Regions from separate parts of the Sus scrofa genome. Here region 1 is linked to region 2. The links are chromatin contacts, called in public promoter capture Hi-C maps. All regions are on one chromosome and are shown on one strand. The core of a region is the stretch at or near the end of the contact, and the rest is flanking DNA. Distances in the headings are between cores, read along the strand shown. Region 1 holds the start of DNAJC19 (DnaJ heat shock protein family (Hsp40) member C19). Region 2 holds the start of FXR1 (fragile X mental retardation syndrome-related protein 1).

The links. Promoter capture Hi-C pulls out the DNA fragments that hold promoters and counts their contacts.
Region 1: a promoter capture Hi-C map of fetal liver shows a contact between it and region 2, with 2.7 times the contacts expected there. The contact joins the promoter of DNAJC19 here to the promoter of FXR1 in region 2. A contact is called at or near these places in 2 of 5 promoter capture datasets (fetal liver and fetal skeletal muscle), 3 of 47 Hi-C or Micro-C datasets (heart right ventricle, liver and skeletal muscle) and 2 of 2 datasets of contacts at active chromatin or transcription factors (alveolar macrophages and skeletal muscle).

The regions. Positions count from the first base shown.
Region 1 is chr13:118,910,371-118,917,182 of Sscrofa11.1, reverse strand. DNAJC19 (DnaJ heat shock protein family (Hsp40) member C19) reads left to right here and starts at 3,913. Exons shown (of 7, transcript NM_001190204.1): 1 at 3,913-4,069; 2 at 4,898-4,949; 3 at 5,029-5,102; 4 at 6,493-6,531; 5 at 6,534-6,571. The coding sequence starts at 4,067.
Region 2 is chr13:118,835,378-118,842,473 of Sscrofa11.1, reverse strand. It overlaps FXR1 (fragile X mental retardation syndrome-related protein 1), which reads right to left and starts at 3,160. Exons shown (of 18, transcript XM_021071238.1): 1 at 3,107-3,160; 2 at 2,864-2,953. The coding sequence starts at 2,914.

The sequences.
Region 1 (6,812 bases), core at 2,664-5,163, 74 kb before region 2:
AGGAGCTACCAACAAGAGATTCTCTGGGCTAAATGGCTGCTAGTCAGGAGCTTAAACTCCATTAATCAACATGTGAGCAAATTCCTAAAAAGTATGGTAAGGAAATACAGAGAAAAGTAATCTATGTCCCTCTCATGACTCTAACACAATATACAACTAGAAAGTGGACAGTAAGGGTAAACAATTACTGGACCCTGTCAGGACTTTAGAAAAGTCAGTATAACCACTTTAGGACCCAGTTTCCTCATATGAAAAAGCTGTTTGGGGGGCTGGGTGGAAACAATCTCTACATTTTCTTCTCATTCTTTTTTTCTTTTAACATTTATTTATTTATTTATTGTCTTTTTAGGGCCACACCTGTGGCGTATGGAAGTTCCCAGGTTAGGGGTCGAATAGCAGCTATAGCTGCTGGCCTATGCCACAGCCATAGCAATGCAGGACCTAAGCTGCATCTGTGACCTACACCAAAGCTTGCAGCAATGCCGGATCCTTAACACACTGAGCAAGGCCAGTATCCTCATGGATACTATTCAGGTTCATTTTGGCTGAGTCACAATGGGAACTCCTTTCCATTCTTAAGTTATATAATTCAATGAATTTTGTCAAATGTTCCCCTCTATAAGATCATTCCTATAGCAGATAAACATGCTTTTATTTCTTCCACCTCAAAAACAAACAAACAAAAAACTCTCCTTACACTGCTTCTCCCCCTGGTTACTACCTTATTTGTCTAATTCTGTTTTCAGGAAAATTCCTTGAAAGAGATATCTTATAAATCATATCTCCACCCTTTCTCTTCCCATCCACTCTTGAATGTACTTCAATCTGATTTTGTTCCATTATTTTGCATAAACTCTTCTCATAAATATCACCGATGATCTCTAGTAGTCAATTCTCAGCTTTTCTTTCATTTGACTATTAGCAGCATTTTAAAGAGTACCTTTAAATGAACACTTTCTTCATTTGGCTTCTGGGACACTCACCTAGTTTCTGGTCACCCCCTTTCAGTCTAATTTTCCTCATATCCCCAGATTCTAAATATGAAAGATATCAAAACACAATCCTTCTTCCTTTTCTTTACCTCTCCACTTATGCGTTGGATGATTTCATCTGCTCCATGGCCTTGAAAACCATCTATGGGCTGATGATTCTCAGACCTCTCTCTTGACACCAGAATTATATATCCAAATGCCTATGTGAAACTCCTTAATATCCAGTTGATATTTCGAATTTAACACACAAAAACTCCCACCCCCAGCTCACTCTTCCTGAAGTCCTTCCAGTTCCATGAAGTGGCAACTCCAGCCTTCCAGCTACTAAAACCTACTGCTTGGGAGTCATTCATTAATCCTTTGTTTCTTTCACATACTACATCTCATCCATTAGCAAATTCTATCAGCTCTTCCTTCAAAGTATAAGCAGGAATCCAGCCACTTCTACCTCTATTGCTGTAACCAACTCCTACTTGATTGCAGTAGCCTCTCACAATAATTACCATTCATGCTGGAAACAAAGGGCATATCTGAGTGGAGTAACTGAAGAAATTTTAACTGGGGACTGTTCACAAAGTTGTGGACAGGATTGAGGAAAATTAGCAAATGACAGTCAAGTATTCAGTGTCTAGCACAGCTTCAAGGGTCAATGAACGCCTTACCACCCTTAGACATGAAATAACAAGGAGTGAGAGTAATTACCTGAACACACACACAACAGGAACTGTATTCTTCACTGGAAAAACTCAGCTAGCCTTCAGCAACCACCAGAAATGAAAATGGAAAAATGAAGACCATGAACTCACTCTCCTCCTGTCTTCTGATCTTTTTTGATCACAGATGTAACTGAACCCCAAGCTGGAAGACAAGGAAGCCCATTGATTCAGTCCATTAAGGTCAGCCTCCTAGCCTCCTGTGTTCCTCTGGGACACAGAACAGAATGTAAAAGAGTAGAGAAGGGATCTGGAGGGGGAAAATAAATATATTTGGCAAAATATCATCATCTGCAAAACAGAAATAAGTATTACTGTCATGAAGTGACGTGAAATCATCAACATAAAGCATTTAGCACAATGTCTGACATACAGTTTTTAGGGGAAAAAACCTTTTATTTGCCTGGCATCTTATTTCCAAGGGTGGATTTTCCTGGAGTGATGCTTTCTAAACCCCAGATCATGACTAGTTAGTGAGCTGTGAACTTAATGGGTTTTGGGGTTTTGCTTTGTTTTTGTTTATTTTTTCAAGAAATAGAAAGACCAGCATGCATCTCTTGAAGCAAGTACAAGCACTGTCTCAAAAACATTAATTTCCATTAAATTCAATTTAAGTTCACATTAAATTCAATGTGAATTTGTGTGTGTTCAAGTATGTATTTCCTAAGGTCACAAGGTAAAATACATTTCTTACTAGGAATCATGGTTAAAAAAAAAAAAAAGTTTGAAAGCTACAAAGTAAGAATACTTCTAGCTGTTCCTTCTCACCTCTCATTTATTCCTCCCTAAGAAGTGATTTACCTGCTTACAAAAATTTGGCAAGGTAACCATCATTACCCTTGTTTTTACAAATGAGAAAACTCAAGAGTCAGAAATAACTTGTCCAAAGTCAAACAATTAACAAGTCACAGAGACAGGCTATACATCTAGCTTGATTTGCCTCCAAAAACAGAGCTATTTTTAACTTCAAGTGTTTGCTTGTGTTGTCCACCCCTAGTTTCCTAAGACTGGCCTCGTATACCATGAGCAAGCTGCATGTCATAGTTTGTACATGACAAAACTACACATAACAGAAAGTTTTGGAGGGAGCAGTCTAGCTTTTTGCTGTCAGTTTGCTCCCAAGGTCTTATGTCCCAGTTGACATAAGAAAAGTTACTTCTTTTGTAGTTGTTGGGTAAAAGCTAGATAAAAGAGAAGCAAAAGAGAAAGATGTAGACGTCAACACTAGGGTCTTAGTGCTGGATCATTTGTGGACAATAAATTACAGTATGAAAATCTTAGGGCTATTAAAGCTCTTGGAGCTCCAAACACAGAATATTTTTATAGATGAGAAAAGCAAAGCCAACAAATTCACATATTTGTCTAATCAACAAGCTCTTCAAAGCAGAATTTCATTGCAATGTGAATAGATTTCCCAAATACTTTGTAAATTCTAAGTGGGAAGTAATTCCAAATTTATTTTGATCAAACATCATGTTGGAAAATTTCCACTATTGTCTCCATTATTTTTCCCTTCTCAAGCATGTATGTAGGGATATATGAAACTGATGCCCTGTAAGGGCAAAACCAAATCTTACTTTTTATTTTAAGGAGAGGGGGAGAAATTTTAAAAGGTATTTTTCAGTTATGGTGATTTTGAGATCTCATGATCAGAATGTTAATTGTCTTTGAAGTAGTAATTCTTTTCCACAAAATCGACCCCCAAACATTCACATAAGTTCCTGTCAAGTCACGTATTTAAATAAAACTTTTTTAAACAATGCAAAAAATAAAGATACCAAACAACACCTCGAACACACTGTGGTTTGCTCATTTGGTTTTCTCCTTGCTATACTGGGTTGATACGTATTTACGTGGACTTGTTATGGCATATTTATGTATATTCATTACACCTAACAGTTTAAAAACAAAACAAAACAAAACAAATGACAAATGGAAGTGCTAAACGGTAAATAAAGAAAAATGTTCTGAGTGAAGAAGTTACACAGTGATTGCTCCTGCCCTCCTACAGCAGTATTCTTCCCCCGCAGGAATTTCCAAATACCCTAAGGCCAGGAGTAAAGGACAAAACACACAGGAGCCCCACCTTTTAACCCAGTAAGGAGGCGAGCCGCCCACCCATCAACCAATCCGAAGTCGCGTTCTCCACCTGCCCACTTCTTGAGCGACCTTTTCCTTCTGTCAGCCGTCCCCTTTTACGACAGTTTTCCGGCCTAGTTTACGGCCGCCACTGCCGTATTTCCTGGGACGCCCGTGTCTGAGCGTTTTGTACTTGCTGGTGGTGGCTCGCCACTTTGTGCTAGGGACTTGGGCTGTGATGAACCGCGATCCCGGTGGAGGTAGGGGAGCTGAACAGGAGCCATGGTGAGTGCGGCCATTTGGCCTCCTAAGCAATCTCCCGCCCAGGCCTCGACCTCAGCTCACGGTCTCGGAGAGGAACTTCAGTTGTCACCCTAATGCGACTTTGGGCTAGGGGTGTAGCTCCCTGGGGAGTCACCCTCTCTAGAACACAGAGCTGTTGGCTCACCCTTGTTTTCGGGCCTTTGTGCCCGCCGTACTTGGGGTTCGGAGATTGGTAGAAACGCAGTGGATTATGCCTGCCATTTCCCTAAAACATCCTCACAGTCCTTTGTGTAGTTTGCTCTGTCTTTCCCCTTGGCTCTCTTGCTGATACACCTCTTCTCCATTCCAGGACATGTTTGGCGTTCTTTTTTGTTCTGTAATCGTGAGGCAGGTTGGTCCCGAAAGGGCTATCTATGAAAAGCCAGCCTAGTTAAGCCCATGTTTAACTTTGAAAATGCGTTATCAGAATTTTTTAGGAATCCTCTGTAAACATTTCTTCCTTTTCTAGTAGAAACTTTATTTCCATTGCTCTTGATTGAATTTTAATGTGACTTCACTTACCCAAAAGGTGAAAGAGAGGTTTTTTCAAGGGGAGGGAAATAATCCGTTTCACTCTTGTAAAAGTAAATAAGCAAATCTATTTTCCTTTTTCTTCCGTAGTTAAAATCCCATTCCTTCACAGTGCATTGGATATAAAATTTTCAGGATCATTGGGCAGAATATTTTTCACCCTAAAAGTTGTTTCTCCCATTGAAATAAAACTTGTAATGAGTTGGAATGGAGAAATGGGTGTGATAGGGAAGGGTGAGAATCAGAGAAATAAATGCTTACTCTGTTTCCCCTTACCAGGCTAGTACAGTGGTAGCAGTTGGACTGACCATTGCTGCTGCAGGATTTGCAGGTTCGTTAATGGTTTGGGTGTGGAAGTGAAGTAGGGGAGGTTGGAGATTTCTTAATTATTTTATTGCTTTTGTTTTTAGGCCGTTACGCTTTACAAGCCATGAAGCATATGGAACCTCAAGTAAAACAAGTTTTTCAAAGTCTACCAAAATCTGTAAGACTAAACATTTTTGTTAATTCTTTGCTATCTGTGTATGAGGCCTAGAACCACACTTGAAGAGGGTGAAATCTCCAGACATCCATGAAGTTCTGAGTGATAGCTTTGGACCCCTTTTCTTGCCTTCCACAAGGAAGGTTTACAAGTTCTGAGCTTTGTAGTGGTGCTGCCCTAAAAAAATTAAATGTTATGTGTAATGGATTTGGGGAAGAGGTTTTAGCATCATGAAAGTTAATATCACTTTATTGTTTACATATGGTTATCTTTATCATTTGTCCACATTTTTGCCATCCTTAAACTGCTCTACATCACAAACACAGGGATCAAAGAACCTGAAGTGATCCATCTTTACTGTGTGGTCTGGCACTCCCTGACGTGATACTTGAGTAACACTGCAGTTACCTAGGCTCTAAAGTATGACTGGATGTAATGATGATACCTTCTGTGGTCAAAATTCAGAATGAATTTGAATGTGACACAGATGGTAGGCTTTACTAATACGAGTTTTGACATACTAAGGTCAGTGAACGTAATAGCCTGATTTTCTCAATACATATCTTAAAATCTTATTTGAGTAGTTGCCTTGAACCTCAAAATATCCTAGACTTACTTGTCTCAAAAGATATCTAAATTCTCTTCTTAAAGAACTTGTTCTAAAACAGTCATATTCTGACTCAGCAGGTTAAGGATCTGGCTGTCACCACAGCAGCTCAGGTGGCTGCTGTGACTTGGGTTTGATCCCTGGCCCGGGAACTTTAACATGCTGCAGGTGCAGCCAACAAAAAAGTCATATTCTGAGATCAAATTTTTATCTATAATGTGGCTAACTTGAAATAATCTTCCCGGAGTTCCCGTCGTGGCGCAGTGGTTAATGAATCTGACTAGGAACCATGAGGTTGCAGGTTTGATCCCTGGCCTTGCTCAGTGGGTTAAGGATCCGTCGTTGCCATGAGCTGTGGTGTAGGTCGCAGAGGCGTCTCAGATCCCGCATTGCTGTGTCTGTGGTGTAGGCCAGCGGCTACAGCTCTGATTCGACCCCTAGCCTGGGAACCTCCATATGCCGCAGGAGCAGCCCAAGAAATGGCAAAAAAAAAAAAAAAAAAAGAAAAGAAAAGAAATAACCCTCCCTTCACTCCCAGAAGAACTGGCTTTGAGGCACTGTTGTTTTGTATCTTTAAGACAGCTTAGGTTTTCGCAGGGAGGTGGGAGGTGGATCTATAATGATCATTAAAATATTTGTTTCTACTAATAAAGCTAAAATACCATGGTAATTGCACTTAAAGTTCTCTGAAATGTCTTCAGTTTTCTGCTGGTTCTATAAATATTTACACTTTAAAAATAATTTTCATCTTATTTTAATAATCTTAAAATGCATTTACTCTTTCAGGCCTTCAGTGGTGGCTATTACAGAGGTGGGTTTGAACCCAAATGACAAAACGGGAAGCAGCATTGATACTAGGTGTAAGGTAAAATAATTTCTTATATTTTTAATATTTTCCTTCAACTTTAGAGCTATAAGCAAATGTAAGAAAAACCTTTTTATTAGGAAGGAGTTATTGTATCATGTACATTTTTAAGATCTGAACGTTTCCGGAGTTCCTGTCCTGGCGCAGTAGAAAGAATCCGACTAGGAACCATGAGGTTGCAGGTTTGATCCCTGGCCTTGCTTAGTGGGTTAAGGATCCGGTGTCTCTGTGACCTGTGGTG
Region 2 (7,096 bases), core at 1,911-4,410:
CACCTGTACACTGAAAACCACCACTAAAAGTACACCAAAATGTTAACAGCTGTTACCTTAAGGCAACTTGTTTTTTTCCGTTAGTTTCCAGAATTCCCTCACTGACCATGTATTATTTTTTAAATTAGAAAAAATTACTTAAAATCACTTCTATGCTAACTGAAAAAAGCCAAATTCAAAACTCTACACAGTATTCTGTATAATGCTATGTTTAGGACATTATGGAAAAGGCAAAACTATGAGGACAGAAACCACCAAAGGTTCTGGGAGTGAGGACAGAGGCTGACTACAAAGGAGTATGAGAGAAATTTGGGTGGAATGCCTCTTCCTCTTACTTAGTACTGGTGTTACAAAACTGTTAGCATGTATCAAAAGCTTATATAATTGCATATTAAATAACTTATTTTACTATATGCCAATTAATCTCAATAATTCATGTAGCTAAAAATAAAGTGCTTTTGCAATGGGCCAATTTTTTTCCAAGTGGACAGTTTCAAGGGATAAAAAATATTGCAGACTACTGAATTACTTCAAACCCCTCATTTCACAAAAAGAAAATAGGCCCGAGGAGACTGTTCAGCAGTACATTGCTAAATAAGATTAAACTGAAGTAGAAACCTAGAATTCCTATTTGTTTAAATTTAAATGCACAGCTCCTTCCACTTCACCATCTTCACTCTCCCAGAGCTCTGAAGACCACAGTTTTCACATAGTGCATGTATAGATGGATTATGGCAAAACAAAATTCCAAACATCCAAGTGCTCTCTCAATAGACACAACTGTGGTCTTTCCTAACCTCTGCCAACGAAACATCTTACTTTGTTAGGCAAAAACGGGTAATGGAATCAAAACCTAAGAATCAAACAGAATTGCACAGTATGGACAGGTATCAACAACAAATACTTTAGAGTTCCAAAATGGGGATATTTGATTTGTGAACTGACAAAAACAGAAAAAATAGAAAAAAAAAAAAAAAACCTATGAGAAACCAAAGTAAGATGGTAATCTTCACTAAAACTTTCAAACTGATGATCTTATTGAAGCTTTTAAAATAAAAAAAAGCATATGCATAACAAGTGATCAACATAAATATAACCATCTTTGCTATAAAGAAATGGTGTTGCATCTATCTACACATGCTGAACATAATTTGTTACGGCAAATAACCCTTTTCTGTTTCAATATGCCAGGAAAAAATTCATACCTCCATTATACAAGAACTGTACACAAAAACTGAATAGACAATGATGCAAAACTAATGAACCTTATCTACCTGACAAAAAAAGTATGGTAATCCCATTCTATGTGCACTGTGTCACAACACAACTGTGTCTGCCTTGCTCAGAGAAGGCAACCATTAGGTTTAAAAACAGCAGTTAAAGTGTCCAATTTTTAGGTAGGCCTTTTGTCTGATACTAAGTTTTAAACAGATACTGATAAGGTATAACTAGTCACGCATTAAAGTACTCTTCCCCACCAAGCAGTCACCGTTTTTACTTTATGTTAACCACGTAAGGAGATTTAAACTCGTAAAAAGCCTAGGGAGATCCTTTTAGACGTCAACTCTGACTCCCCACTATGCTGTTACCACGTGACAGCTAAACCAATTCCACACAGCTAATCAGTAAACTAGGAGAGTAAAAACAAGGCTGAAAATAGCAAATTACGACCACCTAATAAAATCAAACTCCGCGGGAGATCAAAGGTACGCTAAAACGAATTCATTCTGCGTACTCACAATACTCCTGTATTAGGAGAAGGCCCTTCATAAAAATAGCCAGGACTCTCAAACATTTGAGATGCTGGCTTAGTGAGGTTGACTGACAGACAACAGCTGGGGAGATTTTGTATTGATCTTGTAACACCCTAACACACTTCAGAAGAAAGGGAGAATAGGGAGAAAGGACCGTTATAACAGCAAAACTAATCTGCAAAGATTTCATTTTCAGTTATGTGACCCCTACACTATAAGCCCCTACTAAATTCCTCTACTCTCGAATTCTTTTCCGTTTTCCAGCTCGGATCCCATAGTAATGCATCGCCTTCCTTCCAATGAAAACAAACAAAAACCTCGTGGGGCGGGGGGCGCAAAAATCAGTATCTCCTCCTAAATATACTGAGTAACTGATAGTCACCTCCCCACCTGTCTCCTTGATACAGTTCACGTTTTAAACCTTAAAGCCTAGAACCCTCTCCTTTTCTTTCGTTATAAGGAGCTAAGGCGCCGCCCAATTTCCCAGGCCGCAGAAAATATTCCTACCCGCCACATTTCAAGGTTTTCTAGCTTTATCTTCGATCCTAACTCTCAACCCGGTACCCGCTCCCCCTTCAGACACTCAAGTTTATTAGCCCAAAACCCTAGTACAAAGGTGAATTCCTGAGATTCCGCGAGGCGCCCCCCATGGGGGTGGGGAAGGGTCGGAGCAGCGGGCAGAGGCGCTTCCGCTCGGCCCAGTCCGAGGGGCGGGGGAGCCGCTGTGACCACACAATCCCACCACCTCTTTTCACGACCCCCCCACCTCCCGGCGCTCGGGCCTGCTCCCAGGGAACTCCCTGCCGCCCTGCAGCCACTCGGCTCCTCCTCACCGGCCAGCCAACGGCCGCACTATCATCCAAGAAGAAGGTTCAGAAGTGGGAATACGCAAGAGATGTCCGAAGTGTTGTTTCAAAACATAACGGAGCCCGGGCCCCCGAGACCGTTAAACCGCGGGTGGAGGGGGGAGAAGCGACGAACCCAGAGGCCTCGGGCTTTGGCCTAGCCGCACTTTTCGACCCCACACCTCACTCTCCCGAACCACCAACCCACTCCCAAACCTGCCCTAGGCCGCAGAAGACCAGACAAAGCGGCAGAAGGGTTGGTACCTTGTAGAAAGCCCCGTTGGAGCCGCGAACCTCCACCGTCAGCTCCGCCATGTTGGAACCGCAAAGGCCGCTGGGAAGAGATTCTAGAAACTTTCCAACCAGAGGGGAGGAGGAGGGCGGGGCGTGAAGGAGGCAGGGGGAGGGGCGGGGAAAACAGGGCGGGGACTGGGATCCCCCGCCCCACACCCCTGGGGTCTCACCGCGCCGCCCAGACTCTCCCAGTGGGATCCCTCAGTTTCTTACATCACTTGCCCGGGGCTCCGCCCGCCCGCCGCCAAGCCCCGTCCTTCTCCCGACACAATCGCTTGGCCTTTGCTGACCCGCCCCTACGTCCCCGCCCCGTGTCCGCAGTTTGCCCGCCCCAGACGTCGGTACTTCCAGCCGCAAGAAGTGAACTTCTGGAGCGCCGCCAGCCCCACGCTTTTGCATTCCGTTGGCTTCGGACACCCTGCCCTGCAACTTCCTTGAGTGCTAGTAGCCCTGGAGAGCAACTCTAGGGGCTTCCAGACGCCCACTACCACAAACTTTAAGAGGACGAGGGAGCCTAAAAATGTACATACTATGTCGTCTAAATTCGTCTCGCTCTTAAAAAAAAAAGAAATCGGTGGTCTCCTGACTCAAATTCCACAGTTCCACACCTCCTTACATTCATTGTTCGAGCCAGCCCTCTCCCCACCTGTTAGCACTTTAGTTGTTTAAAAAGTCAAACTAAGTAAAGTTCAGCTTAGATGGGCTCACAATCCGCAGCAGAGTTTAGGAGGTAATGCTCATTATTAGAAGTAATCAAAAAAATTCGACAAAGCCGGACACCACATTTTCCCCTACTGCAACGCGTGCGAACTTCCACAAACAGGATCAAACCCGAATTAACTGTTTTGTCAGAACCTACACCAACACAGTAAGTGATATTATGGAGATACTTTGAGTACCTATCTTATTAATCCTGAAACGTTTTCCCAAAGCAAGGCCTTTGGAAATAATACCAGAATTATTCTTTTCCATGTACTGTATTACCATTTTGACAGAAAAACTCTAGAAAAGAATGCTTTGCTTTAAAGGAAATGCCCACTTGCCTAGTCCTAGCCTTTTCTGGGGAAAGCTACTGGAACACTAAGAACCTAAGATTTTGATCAATTTTGTGACACCAAATTTAGTTGGAGTTGTCTTAATAAAATCTGATATGGAAGTATGCTATAATCATTTTAAATAATTTTAGGAATTTTCCCTCCTGGCGCAGCGGAAACGAATACAACTAGTACATAAGGACTGGGGTTTGATCCTTGGCCTCAGTGGGTTAAGGATCCAGGCATTGTGGTGAGCTCAGGTGTAGGTTGCAGACCAGCTCAGATCCTGTATTGCTGTGGCTGTGGTGTAGGCCTGCAGTTGTAGCTCCAATTCAGCCCCTAGCCTGGGAACCTCCATATGCCGCAGGTGTGACCCTGAAAAGACAAGAAAAAAGAAAATAATTTTAATTTGACTAAATTGAAACTATAGCTTTTCTTCCTCGAGACAGATTTAGAAAGTCTAAAATAACATTTAATATTTCAACCAACAGTTTTTAAAACAGATTGTGCCATATTTTAAATAGCTAATGAAAGACTCAGGAGTCATAAAATATTTCAGCTTTTGTTCCATAGGATCTTTGATTTATCACAATACATTATCAGACATTGAGTATAAGAATTAATATAAAAGAAAACTGCATTAAACCAAACTGTTGAGTTCAGTTATCTTATATTGTAGTGTACCTTAATTTATTTCTTAAGATATAGGCAACCCAGGATGACCGAAGAAGGAAACTATACTGGTATTACTCTGCAAATCACAGAGAGCCTCATTCCACCCTAGGCCATTACCTAATGTAAAGTTGAAGCACAAAGGACTAAATTACATCCCCACTTGAAGAATAATTAATAATAAGAGTTAAGAGCATGGGCTCTGAATATGGATTGCCCATTTGAAATCCAAAAGAAGTCTGTCATTTTCTAGTTTGGACTCTGTATGGGAGAGAAAAATTTTTATTAATGTTTTGCCACAAAGATTTTAGGTTGTTTAGAATAGCAGTTAGCATTAATTAATCTGATAAATGGGAGTTCCTGCTCTGTCTTGGGAGCGCTGGGACCCATGTTGGATGCCTATCCAAGCACAGTGGATTGGATGGCATGCTGCAGTTGAGGCTTAGGTCTCCATTGCCACTAGGATCTGATCCCTGGCCCAGGAACTCCATATGCCTTGGGGCAACCAAAATCAAAAAAAAAAAAAACAAACAAACAAAAAAAACAGCAACAAATCTGACAAATGCATATCCCTACTTTAGTACTTATATCAAAATAAATTCTAGTTGGAACAAAGATTTAACAGCAAAAATAATCATTAAAATAGTACAGGTAAATATGGGTAAATTTTAAACTATTATTTAATTGTTTCTGCCATAATAAAATGCCCAGAAACCAATGGGGAAAGACTTGTAAATTTGAATCCAAAAACACCTAAAACTAATCAAAGAAAAAAAATTACCATAAACAATATCAAAAGTTAGCCATGAGTAAAAATTACTAAATTCCTTACTAAATAAAGATCTCTTACAAATCAAATCATAAGGAAGCACAAATAATCCCACAGAAAAATGGACAAAGAAGATGAACAGTTGACATAAAATTAAATATAAATTAAAACAGTAAAAATGCTCACAGCTAAAACTATCAACAAAAACATACATATTAAAACATCATTTAGATAACAATTTTTATCTCCTTGAATGATAAAGGTTTAAAAGTTTCATGAAACAAGTGTTAGAAAAAATTTGGAAAATGGCCATGTTGATACACGAATATGTAAATTGGTTAAACCTCTATGGAGACATTTTTTTTAAAGGTATCAACATTTAAATTAATCATACCACTTAAGGTAGCAATTCAATTTACACAAATTTATCCTACAGATACACTCAATAAATTTACAGGATTGTTTATAAGGAATTTTCATGGATGGAAGGAACTCACAGTCACAATAAAGGAAAAAACAAATGAAAGAGGAAAGGAAATAAAAGCCAGCAAGAGCCTAAGTTAATCCTTAATAGAGTAGTAATTAAGACAAGTTTACCCATAAAATGGATTAATATGCATTCATTAAAAGGAATGGGAGAGGGCCAGAGTTCCCAGATAGTGCAACAGGCACTAGGACATGGCAGTAAATTCACAGAAGTGCCTCAAGATATTTTACATTTTTTAGGTAAACACAGTGATGCTTGACACCTGTTGGACATTGTGCACGCTGCTATCTCAAGGTAGTTCAGTTTCAATATTATATCATGCTACATCAATTGGTGATTTCACATCTCTGCAAGCATGGGTTTTCAGCAATTAATGTAACAATAAAACAAGAATCAATTTGGAATAGGAAATGAGGCAATGTCCACTGTGATTCCAAGAAAGGTGTGTAGTGACCATGGGTAGCACATCCCATTAGCAAGAAATTGGATTAAGAATGAAATTAAAATATTTTTTCTATTAGTTTAGACATTTATTTTCACATGTGTATTAAATTGTTATGACATGGAGTTCCCTTTGTGGCACAGCAGAAATGAATCCAACTAGTATCCACAAGGATGTGGGTTGTATCCGTGGCCTCTCTCAGTGGGTCAGGGATCCAGCGTTGCCATTAGTTGTGGTGTAGGTCGCAGGCTGGGCTTGGATCTCAAGTTGCTGTGGCTGTGGCTTTCTCAGGCAGCTGTAGCTCCAATTTGACCCCTAGCCTGGGAGCTTCCATATGCCACGGTACGGCCCTAAAAATATAAATAAGTAAACTGTTATAACATAAATGCTTCATAAAGTTTAACATCTAACCACTTAATAAACAGAATCGTTGGGTATTTATTTGGGTAAGGTACTGAGTACTGAGATACTAAGAATACTATAAAGCAAGAAAGTTTGGGAACCTTGAAAGTAAGTACAGTCAGGATTTTCCACTGTGCTGTGACAGGGTGAGCAGCATCTCCGGAGCGCCAAGATGCAGGTTCGGAAGCAGGTTTGATCAGACCCCAGTAGAATGGGTTAAGTATCTGGGGTTGCTGTTGCAACAACAGCATAGGTCTCACTAGCCACTTGGGTATTATCCCTGGCCATGTAACTCCACATGCCAAGAGGCAGCCAAAAAAAGAAGTACATTCATATGTGCAAATATGGAAAACTCTTCCACATGTATTATTAAGAGAAATAAGCTGCAGCACAGTTT